2 separate regions of the Oryctolagus cuniculus genome follow, and region 1 is linked to region 2. The links are chromatin contacts, called in public Micro-C maps. All regions are on one chromosome and are shown on one strand. The core of a region is the stretch at or near the end of the contact, and the rest is flanking DNA. Distances in the headings are between cores, read along the strand shown. Region 1 holds the start of RPS17 (ribosomal protein S17). Region 2 holds the start of PDE8A (phosphodiesterase 8A).

Region 1 (4,341 bases), core at 802-3,301, 180 kb before region 2:
CCTGCGCCACCACAGCCCCCTGATGCGGAACCAGAAGAACCGAGAGGCCAGCTAGAGGAGCCGGGCTTGCCCGGGGGCCTGGGGCGCCCAAGGCTGGCAGGTCTAGCGGTGGCCGGCACCACCCTGCCACTGGCGACCAGGGAGCTGGCTTCCCGAGGACAAGGGAACTCATAGTCACCGTTGCACTTGCTGAATCTGTCTTTGTTTCTGCACTAATTAATGCACAATGAGTTTCGTCGGGTTTTGTTTCCGGGGTGAGCCAGAGCAAGGACCCTCTGGCTCGCCCTCCAAGCAACTCTGTAGTTTTCCCAGATTTCAGTTTCTCATTTTGCTGATGAAAAGCAAGAAGAAAATACAAGACTGTGTCCAGAAGGTGTTGACACGGACGCCTGCATCTAGAGGTTTATTTATTAAAGCGCTTTTTTACATTCCTTGCAATACTGATGGTGATGACGCGCAGGTCTCATTGGTTTCATCCTTGCAGTTGCCATACAGTGCCTTTCCATTTATTTAACCCCCACCTGAACGGCATAAACTGAGTGTTCAGCTGGTGTTTTTTACTGTAAACAACAAGGAGACTTTGCTCTTCATTTAAACCAAAATCATATTTCATATTTTACGCTCGAGGGTTTTTACCGGTTCCTTTTTACACTCCTTAAAACAGTTTTTAAGTCATTTGGAACAAGAGATTTTTTTCTTTCCTGGCAGCTTTTAACATTATAGCAAATTTGTGTCTGGGGACTACTGGTCACTGTTTCACACGGTTGCAAATCAAAGCGTTTGCAACCAAGAAAAAAAAATTTGTTTTATTTGAAACTGGACCCGATAAAGGGCATTTGAGCGGCTGCTGTACATAGTTTCAAATGGTTTCTCGCACCTTCTTCAGTTGCACTTGTCGGGGGAGGGTTGATAGAAGTTTTTAATCACAGACTCACAGGACTTTTTTCTTTTGTAACTGAGCTTAAAAAAAAAAAAAAAAGGGCTGCTTCTCGGTGGGGTGGACGAAGGCTCCCGGGCCCCTCCCAGAGCGGGCAGTGCCCTTCTGACGGCTCGTTTGAGGAATGTACGAAGCCACAGTTGCAGTTGACTGAACCGCTACTGGAATTTGAAAACTTGACTCTCTCCTTTTTTTTTTTTTTTTTAAATACTTGCCCCTCTTAGGGAAGCCGTGTGCCAAAGAACCAGTGTCATGACCCCCCCTGCTGAGCTGCTGTCGCATTGTCGCAGATCCCAGCTACTCTGTGGGTTTTGTGAAGCTGTGTGTGAAGTCTCTACCTCACTGTAGTATATGCGGGCCAGACTGCACTCGCCTACAGATGCGTGGAGTACGCTGTGGTGTAGTTTTTTTGGCACATAATAAACACGTTGCAGCAGAGTCCTGGGTCCGTGTCTGTGTCTGTCTGAGGTGGGGGCCCCGGGGCGCCCGGGGTGGCGGCGGGACCACGTGGGCTTCGGGAGCTGTCCGGGGGGTGGGGGCTTCTCCCCCAACCTGGGTCCGTCCCGTCCTGACTCCGGTGAGCGGCAGAGGGAGCCGGGTCCGCGGATTCCGCCGGCCTGGGGTGCCTGTGGGGGACGCAGTGGGTCTGAGGCCCCCGGCTGAGGGGCGCGGGGGTCTCCTCGCCCAGGACGCCCCGGCCACTCGGGGGCGGGGTCCCTTCTGTCCGGGTGAGACTCGCCGCCCTTCACCCACCCGCCGTCTCCGCCCTGTCCGGTGAGGGTGCGGAGCCGGACAGCGGGCAGCCGGCGCTGGGGGCGTCCCAAGGCGGACAGGCCGGGAGCTGTGGCGCTGAGCTGGGCCCGCCCTTCCCTCAGGCGCCCACCGCGGGGCCGGAAACCCACTCGAGGCGCCTGGCACAGCCCGCCGCTCCGGACGGGACGGGGCTCTGCGATGGCTGGGGAGGGGGCGCCACCCCCTACTTCCACACGTCTCCGTGGCCGTGGGTCCGTCTGCCTCTCAGGGACTGGAAGTCGTCTCCACACTGCCCAGAGTGTGGGAGTCACCTGCTCCTGGTCTACAGGGCACCCGACCCCCGACCCGCGGCCGCCCTGAACGCCGGCGCAGCGAGCGCGGCGCGGAAGCGGACGAGCCCCACCCACCGTGGGCGGGGCCGCCGTCGCCCCGCCCACCCGGGCAGTGCGCCGCCCTCACTTCCGCCCCGCGCCGCCAGGGGCCGCTGTGGTGCGCTCGAGCAGGCTCCGCGCGTCCCGGGCTGGGCGGAAGCGGCTTTCTGGCCTGCGCTTTATAGGCCTCTCTTGTGCTTCCTGTTTCCTCTTTCACTCAGGACCCGCCAACATGGTAGGTGTATAGGTCTTAGGGCGCTATCCAGCTCCATCGTCCCCCATCCACAGCTCCCCGTGATCCCTGACCCCGGAGGGGAGACCCTGGGCCGGGTGCGCGCGCGACCCTGTCCACCTGGAGCCGCTGGCGACCGCAGTGTCCGTCCCAACTCCGCTGCTCCCGGGCGGGCCCGGCCCGCGAGCCCACGGCCGCCGGGGCTTCGCTCGGCTAGCGCTGCCCGCGGGTGACCCCCGTGCTCTGCCGCCCGCAGGGCCGCGTGCGCACCAAAACCGTGAAGAAAGCGGCCCGGGTCATCATCGAGAAGTACTACACCCGCCTGGGCAATGACTTCCACACCAACAAGCGCGTGTGCGAGGAGATCGCCATCATCCCCAGCAAGAAGCTGCGCAACAAGATCGCGGGGTGAGGCGGGGCCCGCGGGGAGCCGGAGGGCGCGGCCCGGGGGTGTGCGGGGCCGGGGCCGGCGGCGGCACCTGCTCGGCCGGCGGCCGGGGGTGTGCGGGGCCGGGGCTGCAGCCGCCCGCGGGCGCGCTCACGGAGGGTCTGGCGCAGCTATGTCACGCACCTGATGAAGCGGATCCAGAGGGGCCCGGTGAGAGGCATCTCCATCAAGCTGCAGGAGGAGGAGCGGGAGCGGAGAGACAACTACGTGCCCGAGGTGAGCGCCCTGGGCCCCGGGCTCGCCCGCAGGTGGGGACGCGGGTTCCTGAACCCGCCGCGTGCCCACCTGTGGTCGGCCCCGCGCTGCTGATTGGATAAGTGCTGATGCCGGCCTCCCGGGGTCTGCCTGGCCGTGCTGCAGTGCCCGAAGCGACTTCCCCTGTGGGGGGACTCGATCCTGCCCGCCCACGGCTCGCTCCCCCTGTGCACACGGACCAGGCAGCGGGACACGTGCAGGGGAGGTGCCGGCTCTCACTGGTACGGGGCCTGCCTTTCTCTCTAGGTCTCCGCGCTGGATCAGGAGATCATTGAAGTGGATCCTGACACGAAGGAAATGCTGAAGCTCCTGGTAAGCTTTGGCTGCCCTCGCCGAGCCGCATGCCATCCGCAGCCTCCTCCTAGTGCTAATAGCTCACCGCTTAGCCGGGCTCGAGGTCACACAGCTCCCAGGGAATGGCTGGGTTGGGCGCCCACCCACAGCTCTGTAACGGGGGTCGGCTGCTCGTTGGTTGTTGAAGGTGGCGCTGAGCGTGTTGGCTGCACAGTGGTAATTCCCAGACCCACTGGCCTCTGCTGTGGCTTCGGGAAGGTTCGGTTCCGGCCTCTCCTGTCTGCTCTCGTCATTGCGCCCCGGGGCTCTGTCTGTCCTCCCCACCTCTCCTTTGGTCTGGGTTCCAGTGTGTGCCGGTAGGCCGTGCACAGGGCCATAGTTTGGTGACGGGGCCTGGGCTCTGAGGTCCAGCAGGCTCTTGGTGACTCTGTTGGAGCTTCCACCCGCTGGGTCACTTCTTGTGTGGCTGCAGCGGCCAGCGATGGCCCAGGCCAAATTCTGGGGCCAGGAGCTCAGTCCGGGCTTGCATGTGGGAGGTGGGGGCCCGACTACTTGAGCTGTCGCTGCCACTTCCAGGAGCCAGAGCCCCAACCCAGGCGCTCTGCTAAGGGATAGGGCTACACCTCTCGCCCCCAGTTTTTCCATCTCTGGTCGTTGGAAGGTTAAGAGATTGAAACTCTTGAGAACTGTGAGCTCGCGTGCACCTGTGGCCCGGCCCAGCATCCCCTTGCCTGCTGTGGATCTGCGGGTCCTTGCCCGAACAACCGCTGTCCTGTGTGTAGCTTCTCTGCTTCAACTGTGTGGTCTTTCTTAAAGACCAAGTTGCACGTTAGGTTCCAGGTGCATGGTGGGCCCGGGGCTCCTGGGCTTGCTGCAGGGCTGGCCAGAGCTTGTGCCCGTGCTGATGGGATTAGAGGTGCTTCCGGGCCGCGGGCTGCCCTGGGAGTGGGTTCCGGGCCAGGAGCCGGTGGCATCATGGGCTGTGGTGTAAGTGCTGTGTGTGTCGTTGATGAAGTCCTTAGGGAGTGAGGGCACCAAGAGAGGTGGGCAC
Region 2 (4,251 bases), core at 1,476-3,975:
CGTAGCAAGTAAAGCCACTGCCTGAGGTGCCGGCATCCCATATGGGCGCAGGTTCAAGTACCAACAGCTCCACTTCCGATCCAGCTCTCTGCTATAGCCTGGGAAAGCAATAGAAGATGGCCCAAATCCTTGGACCCCTGCATCCACATGGGAGACCCAGAGGAGGCTCCTGGCTTCGGATCGGCGCAGCTCCGGCCATTGCGGCCATCTGGAGAGTGAACCAGCAGATGGAAGACCTCTCTCTCTCTCTCTCTCTCTCTCTCTCTCGATCTATTTGCCTCTTCTTCTCTCTTTGTGACTCTTTCAAGTAAATAAATCTTTTAAAAAAATTCTAACATCTTTTAAAGCCCATATTTGAGGCTTCGAGGAATCAAATTCTAGTAACTGAAAAAGTTTCATCATTCAGTTAATAAAAAATCAACTCAACACACATTTATTTAGCACCTGCCACATGCATGCCACTGGAGCAGGCACTGCAAGGATGAATGGTATACTGGAGAGGCTTACAAGATGTGTAGGCAAACCTAAGGACACTCAGCCTGCCACAAAAAAGCCTGGAAGACACAAAGCCCTCTTACTTAAAGGACTACTCGGTTAACTGAAAAGTTTAACATTATTATTTTAAAGAGTTATTTATTTGAAAGAGTTACACAGAGAGAGAAGCAGAGGCAAAGAGAAAGAGGTCTTCCATCCGATGGTTCACTCCCCCAATTGGTTGCAACAGCTCCTGAGCGGATCCAAAGCCAGGAGCTTCTTCCGGGTCTCCCATGCGGGTGCAGGGGTCCAAGGACTTGGGCCATCTTCCACTGCTTTCCCAGGCCACAGCAGAGAGCTGGATCAGAAGTGTAGCAGCCGGGACACGAACCAGCAGCCATATGGGATGCTGGCGCTGCAGACGGCGGCTTTACTCACTGTGCCACGATAACCAATGTTAGATTTGCGTCAAAAGCATGAACACTACTAAAATTTCCATAGTCAACTTTACCTGTACTATGCTGTTTTTCTTTGCAAGCCAGTTAGATGGGCTTATTAAGCCACTGACATTAAAAGCAGCGTGAGTTAATAGTCCAAACCATCATAGGTTTCTTAGAAGAATCTACAGGAGAAACATTTCAGCCTCTGATAACCAGAACAAAGTGGAATTTTCAGTTAGGGCGTTTTAGTTACTGAAAATGATGTTTCCTTTTCATTTAGAAAAGTAGCATGAGGACTGCTAAACATTTAAGATGGAAAGTAGATCACACTATATCCATCAAATGAGAGACTTAGCAAGCCTCAATCAGCAAGAACATTTTGCAAATGACTCAAAAACTGGTAGTGATGACAAAGATGATATTTAACCACCTGCAGCCAAAATTTTTTTTCCTGTAACTAGTTTGATAAAACGTAGAACACTGCTTGAGTTCCAGCCCTAGATTTCAAATCAGACAACTGCAAAGCCGCTGCTGTGTGTGCCTTAATGAATAATTTCCCCTATTTTCCTTTTTATCTTTCCTTTAGGAAACCGTAACAAAAGCCAAGCCCAGAAACTTTGGCAAGACACAAGCCAAGGCAACAAGCACTGGAGAAGACACGCGATTTTTTTACCCCCCCCCCAAAAAGTCACAAAATGTCCCAGTAAGACTGCTTAATAAAAGATTAACTTTGTTCTGCTGAATGCTTCAAAAAACGGGTTAGAGATAGTATTTTCTAATTACATATGCTTTAAATACAATATGTATGCTAATAAACGTGAACCTCAAATACATGTGCAATGAAGCAAAGCTGATGTGGTTCCAGATTACATTTTAATAGCCCCAAAGAAAATGGAAAAGTCCGTGTGCAAAGCCGACAGAGGGAAAACAGGACAGGACAGGAGGGTCCAGTCCCCTTCACGGGGCCGCTCGCCCTTCGCTGCCTACCACTGGCACCAAAGTCCACACTGGCAAAACGGTTCAGGGCCGCGCCAGAATATCCTGGGGTCCCCCGCACCCCAGTAACACCAGCTTTTGGAGAGGGAACCGACCCGAGCGCTTCGTCTCGGTCAAGTTCACGGCCGGCCTCGCCGCTCCGGGCGTCGGGTCCGTCTAAGCAGCGGACCGTGCGGCTCGGACAGCGTCCTAATCGGGGGTCCCAGGTCCTCCTCGGGTCAGCGTCCTCCGAGCGCTGCCCAGGCCCCGACGGACGCCTGCTGTCCACCAGAGCCCGCCAAAGCCCGGCGAGAGGGCACCGCGGCCCGGAGGGGGCCCCGCCCGGCCCCCCCGAGGGAAAGTTGCCGCCCGGCCGGCCCGAGTGAGGCGGCGGACAGGGAGCCCCCAGCCGCCCCTTTACCTGCTTGCCGCTGCCGTCGCGAGGCTCGGACTCCACGAGGCTGCTGTCGCGGGCCCGGGGCAGGACGGCCGTCTTCGGGGCCTGTGGGAGGCGCGGCTCGCCGGACAGCGGGGGCGCCGCCGCGGGGCCCGGCGCGTCCTCGGCCTCTTTGCCGCCGTGGTACACCGCCCGCTCCTCGGAAATGTGGATGCTCGGGGCGCAGCCCATGCTGGCGGCGGCGCGGCGGACACGCTGGCGGGCAGCCGCGATCCGGTCAGCAAACGGCCCGCCCGGCGCCTCGGGACGGCCGCGGGCGCCGTGTCATCGCCGCCTGGGCGGGCGGCGGGCGGCGGCGGCGGCGAGCGCGGGTCTCGCGTCAGGAAGTGCGGCCGCCCCTTTTATCGCGGTGCGGGCGCGGCGGCGGCGGCGGTGGCGGGGAGGGGGCGCTGGGGCGGGCGGCACGCCGCGGCCGCCCCTCCGAACATGCCCTTCCTGAGGCGGGAGCCGCCGGCCGCCTCCCTCACATCGCCGCGCTCGCCTCGGTCGCGCCGCGCTTCCGGGGAATGTCGGGGGAGGGGAGCCGTGCGTTCTCCCAGCCCGAGTCCTCGCGCGGTGGCACGACCCCCACCCCGGGAGAGTGAGCCCCCCGAAGTGCCCGCACCGCGCTGCCGCTGCCTCTGCCGCCGCCTCCCCGGGGCTCCGACTCCGCCCGCTGGGCCGCCGCCCCGCGGCCAGGCGCCCCTTGGTCGGGCGCCGGTGGCGGGGAAGGCTAGCCTGCACGCTCCCGCTGCCCGGGGTGCAGAGTCAGGGGTCGGCCGAAGCCCCCTGTGGGCGGCCGCACGGCGGCCGGCGAGGCCGGGAGGGGAGCACCCGGGCTCCAGCCGGGCCTGGGGCCGCGCCGTCGAGAAGCGCAGCAGCGGCAGCGCGCACCCGCGAGTTGCGGCTGGCGCGGCTCCGGTTCCGCCGCCTGCGCTCCGGGCCGCGTCTTGCCGACAGCACGCCGCGCCCAGCCCCCAGCGGTGACCTCCAGCGGCTGCTGGCGTCAATGCAAAGCAGCTGGGGCGCCCGCCGCCTCCTCGGGCGCCGCCCGCGACTGCGCATGCGCGACTGCGGTCCCGGGGCAGGCACGGCGGCCCTCGCCTCGGGATGGAAAGGACCTGCCCAAGGACACCCGGGCTGCTCGGGCCCCCTAGACCGCTACGTTCGAATGCGGCTCTGTGACCTCCGGTCACTGGGTCACGGCCTAGGAGCTGCTGGGGACACGGGTCGGGGGCTGAGAAGCGAACGGAGGCGCTGCACGCCGGGTCCCAGGAGGTCGGATCTGGGCGTGCCTGCCTGGGGCCGCCGGCCAGATGCACTCAGCTGCGCCTTAGGCGGCTTCGGTGCGGAGGAGCCGCGGGCGGGGAGGCGGTCCTGCTCTCAGCCGAACACAAAGACCCCTCCGAGCCGCCACCACGGGCCTTTGCTTGCAGGAGCAGTCCGGGAGCGAGGGGCGCACGCAGTGCAGGGCTGCGGCCTCCGAGGACCGCAGGCATGGCCAGCAGCCCGCTGTGCGGCTCGGCCGAGTCGCCTGGCCTCGCCCAGTCAGCCGCAGGGCAGCGCCCCGGGTTGCCCCTGCCGTCCTTACAGCGAGCTGTCCCCAGCCCCTGCCTGCCCTCGTGCACCCCGGGCGCCCCCGTCCGCGGAAGCCGGCGGAGCGCGGAGCAGCCGGCCCCTCGCCTTTCCTCTCCAGCCGTCCACACCTTTCCCTGCGCGGCCCCGGAGCGACCCTGAGGAGCCGCCGCTCGCGCCTCGGGCCGGCTGCTGTAAAGACCCGGAGGCGGGCTCCGGATTGGAGCCCCGGCTCCCGCGCTGGAGCCGCTGCACAGGCTGGGGACCCCGGGACCCTAAGGCTGCCCCTGGACCTGCAGCCGCGGTCTTCGGGCCGAAGGAGGGCCCGGGGAGGCTTCCTAATGGCAGCGG

What was found. A called contact is a pair of places that touch in the nucleus more often than the background predicts.
Region 1: a contact with region 2 is called in a Micro-C map of ear pinna, with 3 times the contacts expected there. The contact joins the promoter of RPS17 here to the promoter of PDE8A in region 2. A contact is called at or near these places in 4 of 6 Hi-C or Micro-C datasets (ear pinna, psoas muscle, skin fibroblasts and 1 more).

What each region holds. Positions count from the first base shown.
Region 1 is chr12:101,428,505-101,432,845 of mOryCun1.1, reverse strand. It overlaps RPS17 (ribosomal protein S17), which reads left to right and starts at 2,051. Exons shown (of 5, transcript XM_002721477.4): 1 at 2,051-2,296; 2 at 2,550-2,701; 3 at 2,852-2,957; 4 at 3,243-3,308. The coding sequence starts at 2,294. CPEB1 (cytoplasmic polyadenylation element binding protein 1) reads left to right here. Exons shown (of 12, transcript XM_070054565.1): 12 at 1-1,375. The coding sequence ends at 55.
Region 2 is chr12:101,254,227-101,258,477 of mOryCun1.1, reverse strand. It overlaps PDE8A (phosphodiesterase 8A), which reads right to left and starts at 2,725. Exons shown (of 22, transcript XM_002721497.5): 1 at 2,311-2,725. The coding sequence starts at 2,517. LOC138844744 (a long non-coding RNA gene) reads left to right here and starts at 3,387. Exons shown (of 3, transcript XR_011381056.1): 1 at 3,387-4,251.